Linked DNA regions of Mus musculus: region 1 is linked to region 2. A link is a contact called in public promoter capture Hi-C data. All regions are on one chromosome and are shown on one strand. The core of a region is the stretch at or near the end of the contact, and the rest is flanking DNA. Distances in the headings are between cores, read along the strand shown.

Evidence for each region. Promoter capture Hi-C pulls out the DNA fragments that hold promoters and counts their contacts.
Region 1: a contact with region 2 is called in a promoter capture Hi-C map of hippocampal neurons, with 5 times the contacts expected there. The contact joins the promoter of Jazf1 here to the enhancer-like site in region 2. A contact is called at or near these places in 7 of 39 promoter capture datasets (3T3-L1-derived adipocytes, the HPC-7 cell line, embryonic stem cells and 3 more).

What each region holds. Positions count from the first base shown.
Region 1 is chr6:53,066,641-53,071,564 of GRCm38.p6, forward strand. Jazf1 (JAZF zinc finger 1) reads right to left here and starts at 1,984. Exons shown (of 5, transcript NM_173406.3): 1 at 1,813-1,984. The coding sequence starts at 1,927. Gm33097 (a long non-coding RNA gene) reads right to left here and starts at 1,355. Exons shown (of 2, transcript XR_377680.3): 1 at 1-1,355.
Region 2 is chr6:50,781,681-50,786,388 of GRCm38.p6, forward strand. The region is part of intron 2 of C530044C16Rik (RIKEN cDNA C530044C16 gene); the gene reads left to right. Among named protein-coding and RNA genes, the nearest start is that of C530044C16Rik, 7.9 kb to the left of the region's middle. Within about 2 kb of position 1,966, at least 22 of the 459 cell types and tissues checked have an H3K27ac peak or open chromatin away from gene starts, as enhancers often do. A contact at or near this core is called in hippocampal neurons, where this site is marked.

The DNA of each region.
Region 1 (4,924 bases), core at 734-3,233, 2.3 Mb after region 2:
CTATTTTTCAAAAACTTTGCTGGAACAACTATTTCCCAAGTATAATAACTGTTAGCCTTGCCAAAACAATTTAAACTTCTTTTTCAATCCTCTCACCATTGAAAGAAAATAATTAGACCTTTGGGAGTAAGATATCATCACTTAAAAGTTTAGCTTTAGAAAATTCATAAACCCTTGACCCTCTTTAAAGATAGCTGCACAATACTGGGAAAACTTTGCCAACTCAAAATAAGAGGCTTATGATTTACCAATGCTAGTCTAAATCATCTGGCTCCAAGTTAACTCGTAAGAAATAATTGTGTTTAATTCATGTTAAAACTAAATTATCTTTCAATCAGCAGGTAGTCCCAAGTTAAGAAAGTTAACCAGATAAAAGTATTACTCATTCAACTTACATAAATTAACTGATGAAATGGATGGAACTTGGGATAACTGTTTTCTGTTATCATTTCTGTTTAGTTTAATAAGTAAGGGGAGTCCAGTGAGGAACTGGGAAAACTCGTCTTGAAACTGCATCACTACAGTTTAAGCCATGATGAGAAACTTTATACCTGGAGCACTTTTAGCTATGACTACTCAGTCACGATATGATTCAGCAGCTTTGCTACTCTATTAAACCGCTTTTCAGACCACCAATACTTGAGAGCATAGGTTCTTTACCTCACCTTTATCAGAAGACATGGGGAAAACTATTAAGGAGATACTTTGAAACTTTGAAAAATTTCAAAGCTTGACAATTACTCATCAGATTTCTGTTTTCAAAGGCATTCTGCAGACAGTTTCCATGATTAGCTCCCATTCTGGATGGCCCAGCAAATCCCGCTCTAAACTGGCACTTAGCGCGTATTAAGCGCCCACTGTGTGCAAGGAGAAAGCATTCTACAAAGCAAAGGGGCATGAGGCTCTGCCTCATTTTATTCGTGCATAAATGCACAGCAGTCGTGATTTACTCTCTCAACTTTGCAGAAACGTGAGCTGCATCCACATGGTCGAATCCATGTCATTCATTTGGTCTTCTCGAAGCAATTCACAGGTAGCCTCACCCAGGGAACCGGCTGCCCTCTTCACCCACCAGGCCACTCCGGGGAGCGGCCACACCTTCTGCAGGTGGCTGGGTCTTCTGAGCCAGAAGCACCAGACCCATCTCCCTCCGCAGGGGTGGGGATGAGCGTGCAAATGTGATGCAAGGACTTCCGTGGGGCGCAGGACTTAGGAGGTCCCTGGGTCCCGGGAGACACAACCGGCCCCGCGGGGCGCCCCTCCCCCGCGTCCCCGCGCCCGCGCCGCGCAGGCCCCGCGGGGACCGGCGCACCTCCGGCCTAGCCGCAACGCGGGCGCCGCGACACGCCCGCCCGCCGCCCGCGGGCTCCCCTCTGCTACCGGGGCCTCGGGGCGCTCCGGCCAGGGATGGGCGCGGCCCGCAGCCGCCCGAACCGCAGCCGCCGCGCCAGGCCGGGCCCCGCGCCCGCGCCGCTCAGAGCACGCAGCGCCCCGCGCCCCGCGCCCGCCGCCGCCGCCGCCGCGGCCCCCTCCCGCCGCGCCACACCTAGCAACCGGCGCTGACAGGACGCAGGCGGGGGAGGAAGCGGAATGGCTGCCGCCGCGGCGCCTCCCCGGCTCCCGCCAGCCTGACAGCTCGGGCCGGGCGGAAGCGGCGTGCGGCACCCGCCCCCCGCGGCCCGCGCCCGCCCTCACCCTGCGGCCGGCCATCCCCGCGCCCCGCGGCCCTCCACGCCCGCACCTTCTCGGGCGCCCGGCCCGCGCCACCCCGGGGCTCGCCCGCCGCCCGACCCCCGCCCACCCGGGCCTCACCGATGTGGTTGTCCTCGATGTGCTCGATGAGGTCGGCCAGCGTGGGGAAGTGGAGTCCGCAGCCCCCGAAGCGGCAGGTGTTGGAGAAGAAGGAGGCGGCGGCGATGCCTGTCATGGTGCTACATCGAGAGCCCCCCGGAGTCGGCTCTGCGAGCGCCGCGCGCGCGGAGGCGGAGGGAGGGGCCGGGGAGGGGGCAGGCGCGGGGAGGGCAGCGCGAGCCCGGGACGGAGGAGAGGGGGCGCGAGGTGGAGCGCAGCGCCGAGCCTCCGGGAGGCAGCGGGAGGCGGCGGGAGCTCGGGGGAGGGGGCGGGGAGGACTCGGCGGCTGGGAGGAGGGAGCAGGCGCGCGCCTGCAGCTGTGCGGGCCCCAACCTCCGCGACCCAGGCCTCACCTGGCAGCTCCCGCCTCCAACTTTACGTCCCTGGGCCTGCCCTTTCGCCCTGTGAGGTGCCTGCAGTCCGCTTGGAGCCTCCCTTGGTTATGCGCGCTACATTCTTAATAGATACACATCTATTAATTACACATGCTTTTCACCCCAGAGGAGCACTCAGGGAGTTACCCAGCCCTCTTAGGGACATTTGTTTGCACTTGGCCACCTGTCTAGGTGTGACGATGGTATTCACTAGGGACCCAGGAAAGGTAATTGTGTGCACCTTGTTCTTTAAACTTTCTCATTTAAAAAAAAAAATTAAAAAGTCCGTATTCTCTGGAGGTTAGTAGGAACTAATTGATTTTAATGAAGCTTTCCCCCTAGGCCAGAAGAAAAATCTTAGCTTTATTTAAATTTCAAAATAGAGCGCTTGGTTGTCAAGTGCATTTGACTGTGTTTTACATATGTATCACGTTTGTTCTCCCTGATTCTTCTGAGAAAACAAAAATCTCAATTTCTTTACCCCAAATTCCCGCACCTCCTGAACCCCGTGTTGTGGCTCAGGTCTGGCAGTGCTGCTCCAAAGACGAAAGGGGCAAGTGTAGAGGTTTGGAAATGAAAGTCAAAGCAAATTCGATTTTCACTTAAAAAGAAGATTTCACCAATCAGTTAGGATTATATCATCCTGTGAGCATTTAAGCCATACTGTTGACCAGATAGCCTCTTAAGAACCAGTTCTCTTCTGGTCTCCAACCGCAGTTGCAGTTACATTTTACCTACAAGGTGTATATTTTCTTCCAGGTGTTCAAGAAGCACCAGGAGATGTGCATGATTCGAGGGTGTAATTTTTAAAAAATTTATTCATGCATTCTGAATTTAGCATTTGTCTTTAGAACAATTTCATTTACCCGCTGGTGCATATACCTAGAAAAATAACAACCCTGTCTTTTTAAACTGCATATACCACTTGTGTTATCTCTAATATTAGGATTGTTAGGGCACTTCGTGTAAATGTAAATGCAGACATATGCAGTATTTCTGTCACCGGAGAAAATTTTCACAATCTCCCAGTCACAAAGGCTGAGGCTGAGTTCTCTCACCCATCGACATTTTTGTCTGGTCTGTCGCTTCTTTGAGCCTACAAGGTGACAAATTTGCCAAGGGGAGAGTTGAGTTGAGTATGGTTGGGGCAGCAGGTCATTAAAGTTCAGTTTGTTGCCAGAAATAATTTCCTGGGACCAAGTGAGGATGGGGGAAGGGCACCCAAGGGCTTGATAATGAGCCAGGGACCCGCTAGGCTGGAAGCTGGGGCCAGACAAGGGTCTAAAGAGCAGGAGGTAGAATTCTCCACCGTGAATTAGAATTTTGGCAACTGTGCAGTGTGCCCTGCTGCCCAGACAGGGAGGAAGGCCGTTAGCTGAGAGCAAGCAGGATATCTGGCAGATAGACTTCACGCCCAGTGACATGGAAATGCAATGAGAAAACTCCAGCCAAGAATGATGCCAGATCAGCCTCCTTAGAGATGCTAGGCACCCCAACTCTGCAGCAGCTGGGGGAGTGCCCCGAGCCTTGAGGTGACAATTCTGTTCTCAGGAGGAATGACTCTCTATGTGGAGTTATCAACTGCAGAGAGTGTAGGAGGCCCAGAGGTGGCTCAAGCAAGAGAACTCCTCCATGGAAAGGCCAGGAGAGTGTAAGGGAAAGGAGGAAGGAAGGGGGCTGGGAGCTATTAGTACATACCTCTTGGCTACCTTCAGTCCCTACCCTCTACTATTACAAAGTGTGCCTGCCAAAGTAAAAGCCTGGTCAGCCAAATTGAGCATATTGATTATTTTTAATGTGAAGAAGCAAAGTAACTATAAAAATGAATTATAATTTTCAAAGAGTTCAAATTATTTTGTGTGTCAAACCATTACATTTTGTGGGGAAAAAATCAGTATATTACTACAACTCAGCATAGAATTGGGGCTTGCTTAGTTGGCATCCTGCTCTTTTAATTGGCACACTTCTTTTCTCTTTTCGGTGTTTTAAAATCATCATCATTTACATCTTCAAGTCTACTGGTTTTGTATACACACCAAAGCAGCAATTGACAGGGACAAACCACAGGGTAACCACAGCAAACAAATGAAAAATAAACGCTTTGCAGTGAATACTTTACTTGTGCTCTATTACGTTTTAAAATGTTTGTTGCACGTTTGTACTTTTAGATAAAGTCTATATCTAGGCTATAAAAACCATGTAAACCAAGCACTTCATCCTGTGGCTTCCAAGAGACTGGTACACTTCTGTTTTGAGAAAACATTTATCTGTCTCACTTGGGGGAGTGAAGCTGTCTCAAAAGGGCAGGGTGGCAAGAGAACCAAAGAGTCAGATAAGAGAGTGGCCATGAACTACACGAATTCCCTGCCTCCGAGATCCTTTTTTTTTTTTTTTTTTTTTTTTTTTGGAAAACTGCTAGCCTCTCCCTGGAGCACTGTACCTCTCTGGGTCAGTATGTCTACTCAACATAGGGTGTAGAGTAATGCCATAGGGTAAAGGTGGCACTCCAATGACTTGCAACTAAGTGACATTACAGATAAGAGTCTCCTACATCTTACTATGCCAGGGCCCTCAGGATGGGCAGCTGCCAGGGAGGTGGGAACACGGTGGTTTCGTGGAAACACCTGAAAGCCAGCAGAAGGTCTGTTATGCCGTTGTCTGATTTCCACACAAGGATTTCAAGATACCCAGACAATCAA
Region 2 (4,708 bases), core at 716-3,215:
ACTGTTGCCAAGCTTTTTGCACCCCGCTCTGTTCAGTGACAAATTCTCTATGTAGGTCGATACCCACAGTTTGAGAAGCTGAGGTTTACTGTCTCTTCTGCTTTCGGGCTGGAGACAGCTAAGAGTTAAGAGATGAACTCCAAGTGTAACATCTCAACCACTTCAGAGGTCTCCTGAGGACTGAGTCTTCATGCTGCAGAGGCTGAGAGAGACCCAAGGGCTCAGATTTCTTAGACTCAGCCTTCCTGATCCGAGTCCTCTTGACCTTCCTGGTAGCATTGACTCCTCTATTAACATCTTGCTACTGAAAATATCAAAGCAGAGTCGGTTTTGCTGGATTCTACCCTTGTAGTTCCACAAATTGGTTCCTCTGAGAGGATCAGCATCAAGAAGGTGCAGGCAGGGAGTGAAGAAATTGCCCTAAAGAGCTGGAAGGAGAGAAATTAGTGTTAAGTTGTCACCTGACACATGGAAGGTAGATGTGAATATATGTTTCCTTAGCCTGCGCACGGGGAAGACGATATAACTTAATTCTCAGGGGCTGTGCATGATTATATTACAAGGAGAGAGTGCAGGAAATCTGTCAGGGTGACAAACCAAGCTGAGAAAGTAAAACAAATATCCAGTGAGCCATGCCTTCTTCATTCTAGGAACTCCAGTTTAAGAAACCTCTGCTGGGCATGCTCTCCTGTCAGAGAGAAGAGAGTCTATCAGGTCACACTGGCAAGAAAGTCTGGCAGCAGGACTCATGTCATGCCATTTCTGTGTACAGTCTATGGCCAAGCCTAGTGTCAAGGGGTAAGATGACTCAGTTCCTTGGGGAAGGGCAGCAGATAGCTCTGATAATCTTTAAAATGTCCCAACTAGATCAACGTTTTATACTCTTCTATATAGTACTGAAACTGTTATAAATTTAATTTGGTGGTAGGCAGGTGCCGTAGAGTATGCCTGCAATCCTAGATACCCAAGAGACTGATGCAGGAGGATTGTAAATTTGACACAATCCTGTCTCAAAGAAAACTAATAGAATGAATTAAAATGAAGGGCCGAGGATAGAGCTTAGTTGATCAGGTTCAACCTCCAGTGTAAGAAAGAAATTAATGGGATGTCTCTTTTCTGGTGTGAGAATGTTTACACAATGGCAACCTTCAGTTCTCTATTCTCACTGCCATAGGAAATGGTGGTGGTAGTGTGTGTGTGTAGGGGGAGGAGGGGGGTTCTCAGACTTCCCCAATAGAAATGAATAGAGGTAATATTCTCTAAGGGAAAGTCTAGAAGGCAGTAGATGTAAGTGCCAAAATATGGCAGCACATATTTTAGGTTCCATTGTGTATTTAAGAATTAAGGCATTCCACAGAAACCTTCCACCAAAGATGGCTCTTACTGGGCTTTCCATTTGAAAGACAGACTGTCTGCTGGCACTGCAGCAAACCTTCCCAGCAGCAGATTCAAGGGTCCATGTGCTGTCAAAGCTAGTGTTTTGGGTTCAGATATTCACACCCACCTGACAACTGCCTACCTTCTGTATTCTACCCAGGGGTCAGGGGTGCCACTTTCCAATCCGAGATCACCATGTTTCCCCAAGACACAGCTGTTCATCGGGTGGTTTGAGGACAGAAAGAAAATGTCCATTCCATCTTGTGTTTCTGACTTCGTGGGCCTCACCTACTGGGTGGAGAGGAAGGGAGGCTCAGAAGCCTCCATTATGTCCTCACAGGCCCTTTGCAGACACAGGCACATCTATAAAGTGCCCTGGCACCTCCTCATGTCGCCTCTCTGCTTGGTTTTCTGAGTGGCGTGCTGAACACACGGGCGGCAGTGGCTGTCTCCATTTACATTCATTTCTTGGGTAGGAAAGCAATTGTTCTCAGATGATAAGAAATCGTGCTCTCGAGCATCCCCAAAGTGTGCTTTACTTCCCTGGCTCGGGAGGCGGCTGTCACTGCTGGCGTTGCTGGCGCTGTGCTCTGGTTTGTCTTCAGTGAGTGTCTCACACTCCCAGCCCTGCCACCTCCCTTCCTACTGTGTTTGGAGAGTTGTTTGCTTCTATGTGTTATTCAGTAAAGAGTGCACACATTTTGCATTTCAAAAGCTGCTGAGATGCTTACTGGGACCAAGCCTGGGTTGATGCCGGACCTGACTGACCTCTCCAGCGGCCAAAGCGAACTAAACATTTCAGTCTCTCACTGCCTCTTCTGGATGCCTCCCAGATGAACACAGACTAAAAACCACACTAGTGTTCTTTATCATTTTGTCTTCTGTCTTTGTTTCCTGAAAGGCACATTGCAATGTCTCTCTAACATTTGGACGAAGTAGAAGCTGACAAGAGAGCTCAGGCGGACCAATGCCTTGATGGGAACAGAGTCAGAATTCCTGTCCCCAGTACCCAGACCCACACAACCGCTTCTTTTCATTTCAAATAAAAATCCTTCTCGTGCCTCATGCTTAGAAGGAGATTCTAGTAACACTACCTTCAATTATGCTGCTTTTTAGGGGAGACTAACTTTGGGGCCAATTATGAAAGTAAGGAGACCTGGAATGGTGTGAATGAAGTTCAAAGATGAAATGGGAAAGAATAATAGAATTAATCATCCCATAATTCTTTTCAACCCAGGACCCAAGGAATCCACAGGCACCGTGTCACCGAGTCAAATGAGCTATAATGGAGAAGCCAAGCAAAGGCCTTTTATAAGTTCCATCTTTCCTTCTCTCCGTCTGTCTGGCCTTCTCGGTACTTGCACTTTATCTTTGGATGAAAGACAAGCAAACTCTGGGCCAGGCACCAGAAGAGAATGAGTAGGAATAACAGCAAAAAGGGTCCATTGCCAAGAGCGTGGAGGAGGCTCCACGGCAGAGCCAAACCCTTGACTGGCACTGCGGGGTTCTGAAGCCCGGGACATCTGTGGAGCTGGTCACCTCAGGAGGGGAGACTTTTCTGTCTTGGCTGATGCCTTCCCTGCACAGTGCCTCTGGCTGAGTTTGTTCTTGGCTGATTCTCTCTTATGGCAAGGCAGGTGCTAGAGGTAGGGGGGAGCCAGGGAGCTTGAAGTCCATCCACTGTTGTGATAAGAAAGCAAAGGAGAATATGTTTGGTGGATCACATATGAGAATCCCGACTCCATCTTGAGGGTGAGCTGGAGGAGCCGCCTCTGTGAGGCTGCCATGGTCACTTATAGAATAGGGTTGAATGCTGGAATTTTCCACGTCTGCTGAAGACACACAGTCTGTGGATTGGTGAATGCTTGCTGTGAGTGCCTCTTCAGCTGTATGTAGGAAGTTACAAAATGGATTTTGTTGTCTGTGGAAGATTTACTAAGCTCCCTGGCTGTCCAGTTGCATGAGTGCTGTCCTCTGGGTGTTGCATGGATGGCTATGAAAGAACACACTTGATCTCTTTAAGTCTGGCCATATTAAGTGGGTGGGGAATATAGACATGAAATAAGTTATTGTGAAATATTAAAAGCCAAATATTTTCCTGAGAACTGAAGGTTAAGGTTATGAAAAGTCTAGACAGCTTGAGGTCCCTCAAAGTTCAGGCCCTTCTTTAACTCCAGTGTAACTAGGTCTGGCCTGAGCATCCACTGCCAGCACACAGGCCTGGGCTCTCAGATCACTTCAGCTGGGACATCCACAGTTCAAAAACAATGCAAGTCCAAGCACCCAGAAATGTTTATGAAGGCTGGCTAAGAGACAGTTTCTTTCTTTCTTTTTTTTTTTTTTAAATATCACTTTTTCACAGTTATTTTCAGAGAAACAGAAATATTGACTTGATAGCATTATCCAAGGATGATTCAAGTATTGGTGTGTGATTAGTGCCAATTGTGTAAAATAGTTCCAATAAGAGAGATTTTTGTAAGTTCTCTGTAGGAAACACATACCTGGTACTGTCATGTCCAGCATGGCTTGGTCCTGGACACATGACTGGGGCAACAGAGGAAGGAAGAAATGCTAGAACTGAAGAAACAACAGATACATATAGAGCAGAGCTGGGACTGGGTGGACTGTGCTCACGCTTACATAGGGTACCTACTATGCAACCCTGAAACTCATTGCTCGTGTTATGCACAGCATGAGGAGGAGGGGTTAGGCAATCTTAGTGGTAGCTTTCTATAGTGAAGCAGTCTCCAGCTGTATTCATATGGGAAGAGGAAGGTGCAGTCTGTGCTTTCTGGGCACTGCCAAAATCCACACAGAGACCAGAGGAAGGCTTTGCCATCCCCCAAACATGACCCGGAGAAGCCTTTACCATTCTCACTGATCTGAGACAATGGGGCCCTTGACCTGGCCATGCTCATGCCAACAATACACATTCACTCAGGACTTCATCTGCTCACCAGATAGTTCTGTAAGTCTGTCCCAAACCCTGTGGTTGGGGAGCTCACAAGCCACATGGGGAGCCTGCTACTCTTATTCAGTAGATGAACACAGTACACATTTCTCACTAAGTTCATATGAGAACTTATGGCCTTCCACTCTCACACCTCACCAGATAACTCTCTGGGTATAGTAGATGTAGTTAATGCAGAAACTCACAGTCGGTCCTAGGGAAGAGAGTAAGTGTCAATAGAATAGTCAGTCACAAATGGGACATCTACATATGATTCTCTCCCCAAAGCTCAAGGACCACTGTAGAACAGGTGCTAGATAAGAACCAGAGGCTAAGAGGTGGAGAATCAGAGCAAAACAGTATCTTATGGACATGGTAGGA